Regions from separate parts of the Gossypium hirsutum genome. Here region 2 is linked to region 1. A link is a contact called in public Hi-C data. All regions are on one chromosome and are shown on one strand. The core of a region is the stretch at or near the end of the contact, and the rest is flanking DNA. Distances in the headings are between cores, read along the strand shown. Region 1 holds the start of LOC107962595 (auxin-responsive protein IAA29). Region 2 holds the start of LOC107962601.

Region 1 (4,821 bases), core at 1,322-3,821:
TTTGGATAAAAAACAATAGAATTTGTCAAATGTGAGACTTGAACCCAAGACATCATACACACACCCAGAACACTTAACCACAGAAGCAAATACATATTTGTCAAAATTTGCAGAAACAAAGTTAAAAAATTTAGAACGTTACAAAATTTCTTTCTCTCATTTACTAGTTCGACTAAGGAAATTGAAGAGAGGAATTATGGCTTTCTAATTCTCTCTCCCATTAATATATGAATAGAGAAAGGATTGTATGAAATAGGGATATTATCTCTTTTCAATAGTTTAATGCCATACCAGTAATTTCATCCGAAATTAATAGAGTTTTATTTAGATTTGATTTTTTTCAGAACAAAAATCCTAAAATTCATGATGAAAATGTTGATGTGGCATTAAACTATTATGGATATTATCCCTTTCCAATAGTTTAATAGGGATATCAATAATTTCATCCTAAATTTCAAGATTTTTATTTAGATTTGATTTTTTTCAGGACGAAAATCTTGATATGACATTAAACTATTGGAAAAGAGATAGAGATGATGTGGCGACACTATTTCATACAATCCTTTCCCAGATAGAGAATGGATTGTACGAAGTAGGGACACCACATCATCATGTATCCCTTTCCAATCATTTAATGACATTTCAACATGTCATTGATACATAATTTTGGTAATTTTTTTAACCCGAACTCAAAACCTTAAACTCAAACCCTAAACCCAAAACTCGAACCCAAACCTTGAATCATGAATCCTAAACCTCGAACCCCTAAACACTAAACTATGAATCCTAAACTTGGCCTTTTGATTTAGGGTTCAAGGTTTAAAATTTAAGGTTCAGGTTCAAGTTTAAGGTTTAAGATTTTGAGTTTAGGATTTAGGGTTTGGGTTTAGGATTCAAGCTTCAAGATTCGGGTTCAAGATTTAAGGTTCGGATTAAAAAATTGCTAAAAATATACATCAATGACATGAAAAACATTGTTAAAATATCATTAAATAATTAAAAAGGGATATAAGATGGCATGACATCCCTATTTTTTACAATCTTTTATCTTGAATTTATAATTAAAATGGATGATAATTAAAAAAATAAAATAAAATAACGAAATGTAGTAGTAATTTCTTTGACATAAATGCAGAACCAAGAACTAAAATAATAGAATAAAAGTTAAGTTATCTCGTTCTGACAACATGGTGAAAGAAAAGGTTTATGTAAACATATATATTGATAGAAAATTTACTAGTTTTCTTATCTTTTTGGGGTTTGATCTTTGCTCTCTCAATATATTTTTAGTTATTTATTTAAAGTATTTATTCAAGTAAATTGATGCTGAATGGCATTAACCCCATTACCAGCTTTAGGGTTTTTGTTTTTTTTTTCATTTGAGAAATAAAAATGCAAAGAAAAAAATAAAATAGACATCATTTTATTTGACTATTACTGTACATTAACTGTAACAAAGTAAATTACTATATATACATACGGTCGTTCAAAAGGCCTCGAGGATTCTTTTAGGATCCAAAATTAAGGAAGCAGAAACATGGCGGATGATTTTTTATAATTTGACGTGGAACCCAATTGGTACCCTCTGCTTCTAATTAATTTCAGGCATTTTAATGAACGAACGAAGGTCCTGAAACAACAATTTTTTCCCATCATTTTCTATCTAATCAAACAGGAGGAAAGTATCTCAGAGATGAAAGGCCGGGAAAAGGAAAAAAACAATTACCTCCAGGGAACATCTTCAGCAATCAACCAGTCACCTTCTTTGTCCTGATAAGTCAGTTTAAAGCTCCTCCGGTTCTCATCAACTGATCCAAAAATGAAGGGAAAGTGGGAAACTAACAGTTCAATTCATGAAATTAAGCAAGATTTTTCCATTTTGGGTTCTTACAGATATCAAACATTGTCATGAGTGTGGTTGTAAGCGTTTCAAAGGATTGATGGATGCTGATGTCAATTTTCCTGGCAATTACAACTCCTTCCATCTTTACCTTCACGTACGTGGAATTTGAAGCCCTACCCCCGCAGCACCCATTCTCCGCCGCTGTCATGTGGTTGTGAACTTGGCAGCGTAGCTTCTTCCTCCTCCAGGTTTTCACAGGCGGCCACCCCACTAGACCCTTTTCATAGTTCCTGTAAAAAAGAAAAAAAAAGATTTTAAACCCCATAAATGAACGAAAAATTCCCAAACAACAATACACAAGTATTTGCAAAGGGAATCACTTGAAACTGGCAGCGGAAAACTCGTCTTCGAGATATCCATGATCAAAGCCACGTTTTTGCTGTTAACATTAATGTCTTCATATAAACCCAGTTTTAGCAGAGGCCGGCTCCAAGTGTCGGAACCTGGAGGAGCGAGTCCCAGTTGGAGTTCCATGCACATTAACACAACTAAAAACAAAGATAGCCCTTTAAGTACAATAGAATAGAAATCTTAAAAACAAGGAAAGTGCAATTGCTATTATATATATATATGTATATGCTACGGCGTGAGAGAATCAAAGCGAAGACAACAAAAGAAAGAAGGAAATCTGGGTTACTTGGTATCAAAGTTGGGATATTAATTAACAGAAGATGAAATGGTAGCAGATATTGATGGGGGAACATTTAGCAGACAGAAGGTAAACATTTGGTGAAGTGGGTCCAAGCTTTGCTTCACTTTTAGCCGACCATTTGTTCCCTTCTGCTGCTTTCCTTTGATTCTTTCCATTGTTTTCTGCGTCTTTTCTAACTACAACGCTAATCCCTAAGATTTTACGCCCATCAAAACTGGGATTGTTTTTGACGGTGGAGAAGGGGACCAAAGATTTTGCAGGGAATCTATTTATGATTCAGATGTCTATTAAGTTAGGAAAATTGGAATTTTCATACACAACAAATTAATCACTTTAGTATGAAAGTAAATTAATTAAAAAAAACTTGGGTTCAACATCTTTAGTCCTTTTAATTTGCAATGTATACATATTTTAAACATTCTGGATAGAATTTCATATATAAGATCTACAGAGGCATTCTTTTATATTAGAGTATAGTACACTCTTAAATGGTGGAAAATTTTATATAATAAATTTACAAAAAAAAAAGGTTAAATTGACTTTTACTGTTTGTATCTCTCAATTATAAAAGTTTTTATTTTCATCACCAACATTATTGAAATTGAATTTTTTTTGTCACTCATCGATTAACTCAATAATAGAATGTTGATGTGACATTTTTAGATCTTAGCTATATGCAAAACAATCAAGAAGTACTATCTTTGCAGTATAATGTCTTTACTTGAATGAAACAATTCATATTACACTACGAATTGTTTTAACCTAAAATCTAGAGTTGCACTTAAGAAAAAAAGAAAAGTTTTGTAGTGATAAGTTCACTCACAATTTTAATGGAATAAATTCTCACATTCAACTCCAACCAAAGATCTACTTATAATGCACCAATAGGTGTTGATGCATGGGAATAAAAATAAACTTATGATAAATTAATCGAAGGCTTCAAGGTGTGTAACTATGTCATTTCTATTTGCCCCACCTATCTTTTGGTGTGCAAAAGAGTTGTCAAATTAACCTCAATGATACAATAAAGTTCAATTACTATCGATGTTTTGTGATGACGGAAACAACCCACTGAGCATTGAACAAAGCATAGCAAGAGAATCAATTTTTATAAAAAAATTTCTACAATAATTCTTTATAAAATTGTTTAGGGAGGACCGGCCCTTTCGGGGGACGTAGATCCGATCTCTCAACAACAGAAGGTATTGTCCCTCAAAGGAAGGTTTTGCCCCCTCTATGGAGAGTCGTGTACAGTTCATAGAGGGGGCACTTCAGCTCAAGTGGTACCATATACCCTAACAGGTGACCTAATTGAATAGGTTAGGGGTACGAATCCCACCAAGGGTGGACACTCACATTGCCTCTTCGTGAATGGTCATACGTTTACATATGGTCGAGGTGCCTCCTTTCGTGGAGGGGGAAAAACCCTTCCCCGAGGGGCAATACCTTCTATTGTTAACGGTCGAGTCAATATCCTAAAGGATGACACTTTGAAGACTTCTCCTAGAGGAGTCAATTTCGTCGTCAACAATAAAAAGCTAGGCAAAGTGGTACCATATACCACAAGTGACCTATATTCAATAGGTTAGGGGTTTGAATCCCACCAAGTGTGAGACACTTATGTCGCCTCTTGGTGAGTGGTTGTACATCCACATACGATCGAGGCACCTCCCTCCGTGAACCATACATGGCTCTCCGCAAAAGGGACACAAAACCCTCCCCTCAGGAGATAATACCTTTCATTGTTGAAGGGCCAGATCAGCATCCCTAAGGACGAAACTTTGAAGGCTGCTTCCGAAATAGTAAATCAACCCTCAACAAGAACAATCTAGGAATATTGGAATATGGAGGAGAATAGAAAAATACTTTTATTTCTAAGTTTTTGGTTTATCTCTTAGTTTTTTCTAATATGAAATTTCTCTCTTATTTATAGGAGTTCTTGTGTCTCTTCATAGGTGAATAAATATCTTAATGGATAGTCATATCTTTTAATAATATACATAATTATTCAATAGATGTCTACTTAAATAATCAGAATTCTTTATTAATAATCAAGTGGCATAACTTTTGGTAACAAGAGCCTAACTCATCTCTGTGAATAGTGACAACTCTTGGTTAATAATCAAGTGATATAACTTTTGAATCACTTATAACTATTTAATAAAGCATTATAAATATTTGAAAATGTTCCAACAGTAGATACTTATGTGCCTTTATAAATGGAGTGGAACCCATAAATTTGTCATTGAATCAAATTGTGAGAACG
Region 2 (4,821 bases), core at 1,485-3,984, 170 kb before region 1:
CAACCAAACCTAATGCCAAGAACTAATAAGTACCCTCCTGTGAATAACTCTAGAAGCATTCATATCAACAAGAAATTCTAGTGTTACAAACAGGCTAAAATCAATCCTTGACCATTCTCCAAAGGCAAATAGGAACATGAGCTCTGGATGTTGGATATATCCTTTGTGATCAACACTTTCTCTATGTTAGCTCGGGTATATATTGCACACCACTTTATAGTTTCAAATAGCTAATTAATTTGTCTACAATGCATATATTTTTCCATCATTTATCTCCAGATCTTTTTACATTTAGAAACCTGCAACTCATTCTGCACATGCTGAGAAGGTAAAAATATTCCTTTTATGGTCCTCAATTGATCAAAAGTTATTTATACTAAAATTTTCTAAGTAATTAGACGTGTAATGAGAATTAAATCATCCAATTATTAGATATCAATCATGCTCATTTTATTTACAGTTCATTCTCTGCTGCATCCCAACAATGCAACTTGTCAGCACTTACATTTTACAACATCTATTAGAGAATAAAGATTGAAAGCAAGATTCACTAATACGATCAAAAGATCATTAATTTTGAAGGACAAGCTACAATAAAACTATTGTTTACAAACCTGGCCCATGTCTTCTATTATTAGATGAGGACCCTGGTTGCGTGCAAAATTGTTCATCTTCTGAGTTGCCTCCAAATGTTGCCTTACGCTTTCTCGTTGCTGCCCCCACATTATGACCTTCATTTTCCATAAAGCACTTTCTTGAAAAGGATTCAAAATGGTCATTAACAGTCCTCTCTGGAAAAAAGGGGATCTCTTTACTCTTTTGTCGAAAAACATCACTAAGTTTGCCCCCATCTTGAGTGTTGCTGGGACCAACATCTGTGGTTTCACAAAGTGACTTCTTTTCTACTTGCATATAAGGGTCAGAAAATAGACCCAACCGCAAGGACAAATCACATTCTTTTCCAAGCAACTTCTCATCAGCGTGTCTGATATCTTGCTGCCCAATTTGCTTACCACCAATATCAACATTGGAAGAGGAAAAGAAATTCTGCAAGGAACCCATTTCTGCTGGCTCTAAAACGGATGTACCAATAGGTCTCCCAACTATTATCGTATCAGACACTAGATTTTCCTGCACTGGAGAACCTGTTTGGGACTCTGCATTTTGATAGTGAATTCCATAATAAAGGGGGTAAACTTGACCAGAGTTCGATGGAGTGTTAGTTTCCATCCTCATCAATTGGTCATGGCCAGATGGGCAATTTTGAGGTAGAAATGGATAATTATGACGGTTAGCTTGTGAAACCGAAGTGTTCGAATTCACATTGGTTGCTATTCTTGCAAGCTGACTACCAGACTGAACCTGGGATAACTGAGGATACCTATCCTCACTGCCGTTATCCAAAATCCTAGGAGTTGCAGGAACAGTTTCGGGTGCTCTTGGCGTAAGGTAAGTCCTAGGATTACTGTGTCGTTGGCTCCTTGAAGCTCTCACTGGATAGCACCCCAGGTTAAGGGCCGCTAAAACAACACATGTGCTACAATCTATCAGTCCAAATTGTTCTTGAAATAACTTTCAAATTGAAAGCTTCATTAAGTTGTAGCTAATGTAGATTAAAGAAAAACGAGAAAAAACCACAAACATAACAATAAACTCGAAACCAAGAATTTACCACAGAAGAACATGAAAAGAAATCTACAGTACCTTCAACACAAGGTGGCAAAAGCTCTCCTGTTTCAGTGCTCTCATCTCGACGGATAATCGTGTTGATGGCATCATTAGCACGGTCCCATAAGGTTTCCGGGTTGGTGTATTCAGCCTAAAAACCCAATACGAGGGGGAAAAATTGAGTCCAAAGAAGTAGATACAAAATAAAAAGATCCACAATTTTGAAAGAAGAAAAGAACCTCAGAATTGGCTTTGGAATACATAATCTCCTCGGCTTTGACGATGACAGTAATAATTTTAACTTGCCATTCCTTATTCTTTTTAGTAGCTGTGCTATGAGTTTCAATAGCTAGCCTAAAATCAAACACATGGTGGGCAAGGAATTAAACCCCCCTCCCCCCAAAAGGTAGAAATAATGCTGCTTAAAATGTAACAAAATTAAGGAAAACAAAGAAGACCCAGAACCTTAAAATCTGCTGAATGATGGAACCTCTCATGGGTTGGTGTCTTTCGCTATGCCAAGCTCTTCTTACACACTCGTAAGGTCTAGGGCCTGGTCTCGGCATCTTTGATCTTTCTTCTTCAATGGAAGACAAAATCTAGAGACAGAGGAGGAAAGAAGGAAAGGGAAGAGATATTTGAGGCTAACCGAGAGGAAAGTAGGTAAATAAAAGGAGTGAGACGGTAGTGTTATTACATGGGGTTTGATGGAGATTAGTCAATTTGTTTATGATATCTTTTGGTGTTTCTTCTTTTTTCTTGAATTCCCAGTCTGCAAACCAAGAGAGAGATCAGAGCTGGATGGGGCTTTTCCTTTCTTTTTTTCTCTTTCTTTTGGGTAGGGAGCAGTACAACATCCAACAGGAGTGAAAGAAACGGCTCATGCCTTTGTTTATGCCCCCCAATAATTTAACACTTAACCATTGTTTTCACTTCACAGTCAGTTTTTTGGTCATTTTTATTGATAATAATATGGGTTTTGGGGGTTGGGAATCCAAATCAGACAAAACAACAAAAGTATTCAAGTCACCATTAAAATCTCCCTGGCAATTGCCTGCCTTTGCCCCCATCTTCAACCCCCCTCGCCTGCCTATGCTATTAGTATTGGCACATTAACTCCTTAATCTCTGCTCTGCTTGTATTAACAAGAGAGTTGTTATACCACCACCAATGACAATACAGGCATAACAGAAAGCTACCTGATATACATACTCCACCCGCTATAGATTGGGAGATCACTAGAAGTCTTACTTCCCGATTTAGTCATCCAAGTAGGCAGAAAGTAGTTATTTAAGGAGGCTAATTACCTACCTCAAAATGTAGCCACCACCTTCTCCTCCACATTTGGACTTCTATTAAGAGCATGATCTTTTTAGTCACTAAATTCATGTGAGTTTAACTGCTCCGTACATTAAACAAAAAGGACTGACATAGCACGTTTCATCACAAATATTCTCGTCACATTGAAGACATTAGCTCTAGCTCCATGTTTCTTATAATAATGATCTGATTGCGAATCCATCATGTTAATGTTACCCAACACAGGACCTCGCTGATAACTAACCCCCAAGATGATGATGATGAAGAGATCAACTCTCCATCACACTTGCCTACACTTTGTCAATTTATTCCCAACATTCACTTCCACCATCTTCACTTTTCTACTCTCCGACTCTTTGCCTTGACAGAGCAAACTAGCCTACGATAGCACCACCACATCCTCTTCCATCTCTCCTTATTGATCCCACACATCAACAAGAGTATTAATTCCATAATAAATTCTATTAATATTTAATTTCACTCCGAGCAAGATAAACTAAATGTAATTACACATCAAATAAAAATAAAATATTTCAATATTAAAGTACATCAAATGTCACATCAAATGCTTTCAATAAATAGATAAGATATATTAATTATTTTTACATCATGGTTTGTGTTGATTTATAATCATATATTTAAATGATGAAGAAAATATTAACTTATGTATATATATATATGTCATTTTCTATTACTTTGAATTGCTACATGGTTTTGTTTTCATTTGCATTAATTAAATTCTCATAAAAATGCTGATAGTATTGGCTTTCAACTTTAGATGTCATTGACTATTGGATCCACCAAATATTTAATTGTAATTGAGATTATCTGTCGAGATTTTAAGGTTTGAAGATGAATATTTATGTAAGAGTTAATGAGGGGATAAGGGGGTAGATGAGATGGATGGACAGGCATTGTTGGGTCCAATATAAGTAAACATTGAATCAAAGCCTAACAAATGGTTTGAAGTAGAAGAGAGGGTTAATGAGGGCAGTGAAATGGGGGGAGGTAAAATTCACCATTTATTTATTTATTAGTGAGAAGGGCCTAACATTACAATGCTTTTTATCATATGTCACTGACATTTTGGTAACCCACTAAATAGCAGTTATGTCTACTTTCCACTATTTGGAATTGCTGTGCAAAAGTGATACACTACTTCCCCCTTTTCTGTACTTTAGGACAAAAAACCCTTTGTTTTTGCTTCCTCTTTATCAATTATCAATACTCTCTCCATCAACCCAAACCCCTCCCTAGTGTCCAGAATACCATAACCAAATTTATTACAATCAAATCTAATTTTCTTTTTATTTTAATTTACAATTAATTTATATTAACAAGTTTTAGGCTAACAATAAAACTGATTATACTCCTAAAGAGAAAATATGAGTTCAAATTTTTAAAATAATATTGTTAAAAAAAATAAATAACGTGAATATTTCATATTTACTTTCAAAATGGATTTGAAATAAACCATTATTAAATCTAATAAAAATATTTCATTAAATATTCACATCATAACGTGAATGAAATCACGAGGGCTGTTGACAAAAATCTTATTACTCTCCAAAAGAAATTACAATTGATAAAATCTTAAACCCAAAAGATATTATTGCATTTTTTTTTTGCCTTTCCTCCCTAAAAGTTACTAATAATTAAAATAAATTTCCCATTTATATCTTTAAAAAAATATGTAATTGAGAATCAAATAGACGAAATATGCAACTCTTAATGACTAAATATATTATTATTTAATTAAGAATTATCATGTCATCATTTCAATTTAACAATAATGATTAACATAGAATTGATAGAATTGAAAATTAATAGTGA

Evidence for each region. A called contact is a pair of places that touch in the nucleus more often than the background predicts.
Region 2: a Hi-C map of leaf shows a contact between it and region 1, with 2.9 times the contacts expected there. The contact joins the promoter of LOC107962601 here to the promoter of LOC107962595 in region 1. A contact is called at or near these places in 4 of 34 Hi-C or Micro-C datasets (hypocotyl, leaf and seedling).

Annotation. Positions count from the first base shown.
Region 1 is chrA06:10,138,263-10,143,083 of Gossypium_hirsutum_v2.1, reverse strand. It overlaps LOC107962595 (auxin-responsive protein IAA29), which reads right to left and starts at 2,571. Exons shown (of 4, transcript XM_016899043.2): 1 at 2,224-2,571; 2 at 1,892-2,133; 3 at 1,727-1,808; 4 at 1,406-1,630. The coding sequence starts at 2,051. The coding sequence ends at 1,522.
Region 2 is chrA06:10,309,478-10,314,298 of Gossypium_hirsutum_v2.1, reverse strand. LOC107962601 reads right to left here and starts at 2,734. Exons shown (of 5, transcript XM_016899049.2): 1 at 2,366-2,734; 2 at 2,134-2,267; 3 at 1,908-2,022; 4 at 1,705-1,819; 5 at 429-1,520. The coding sequence starts at 2,234. The coding sequence ends at 607.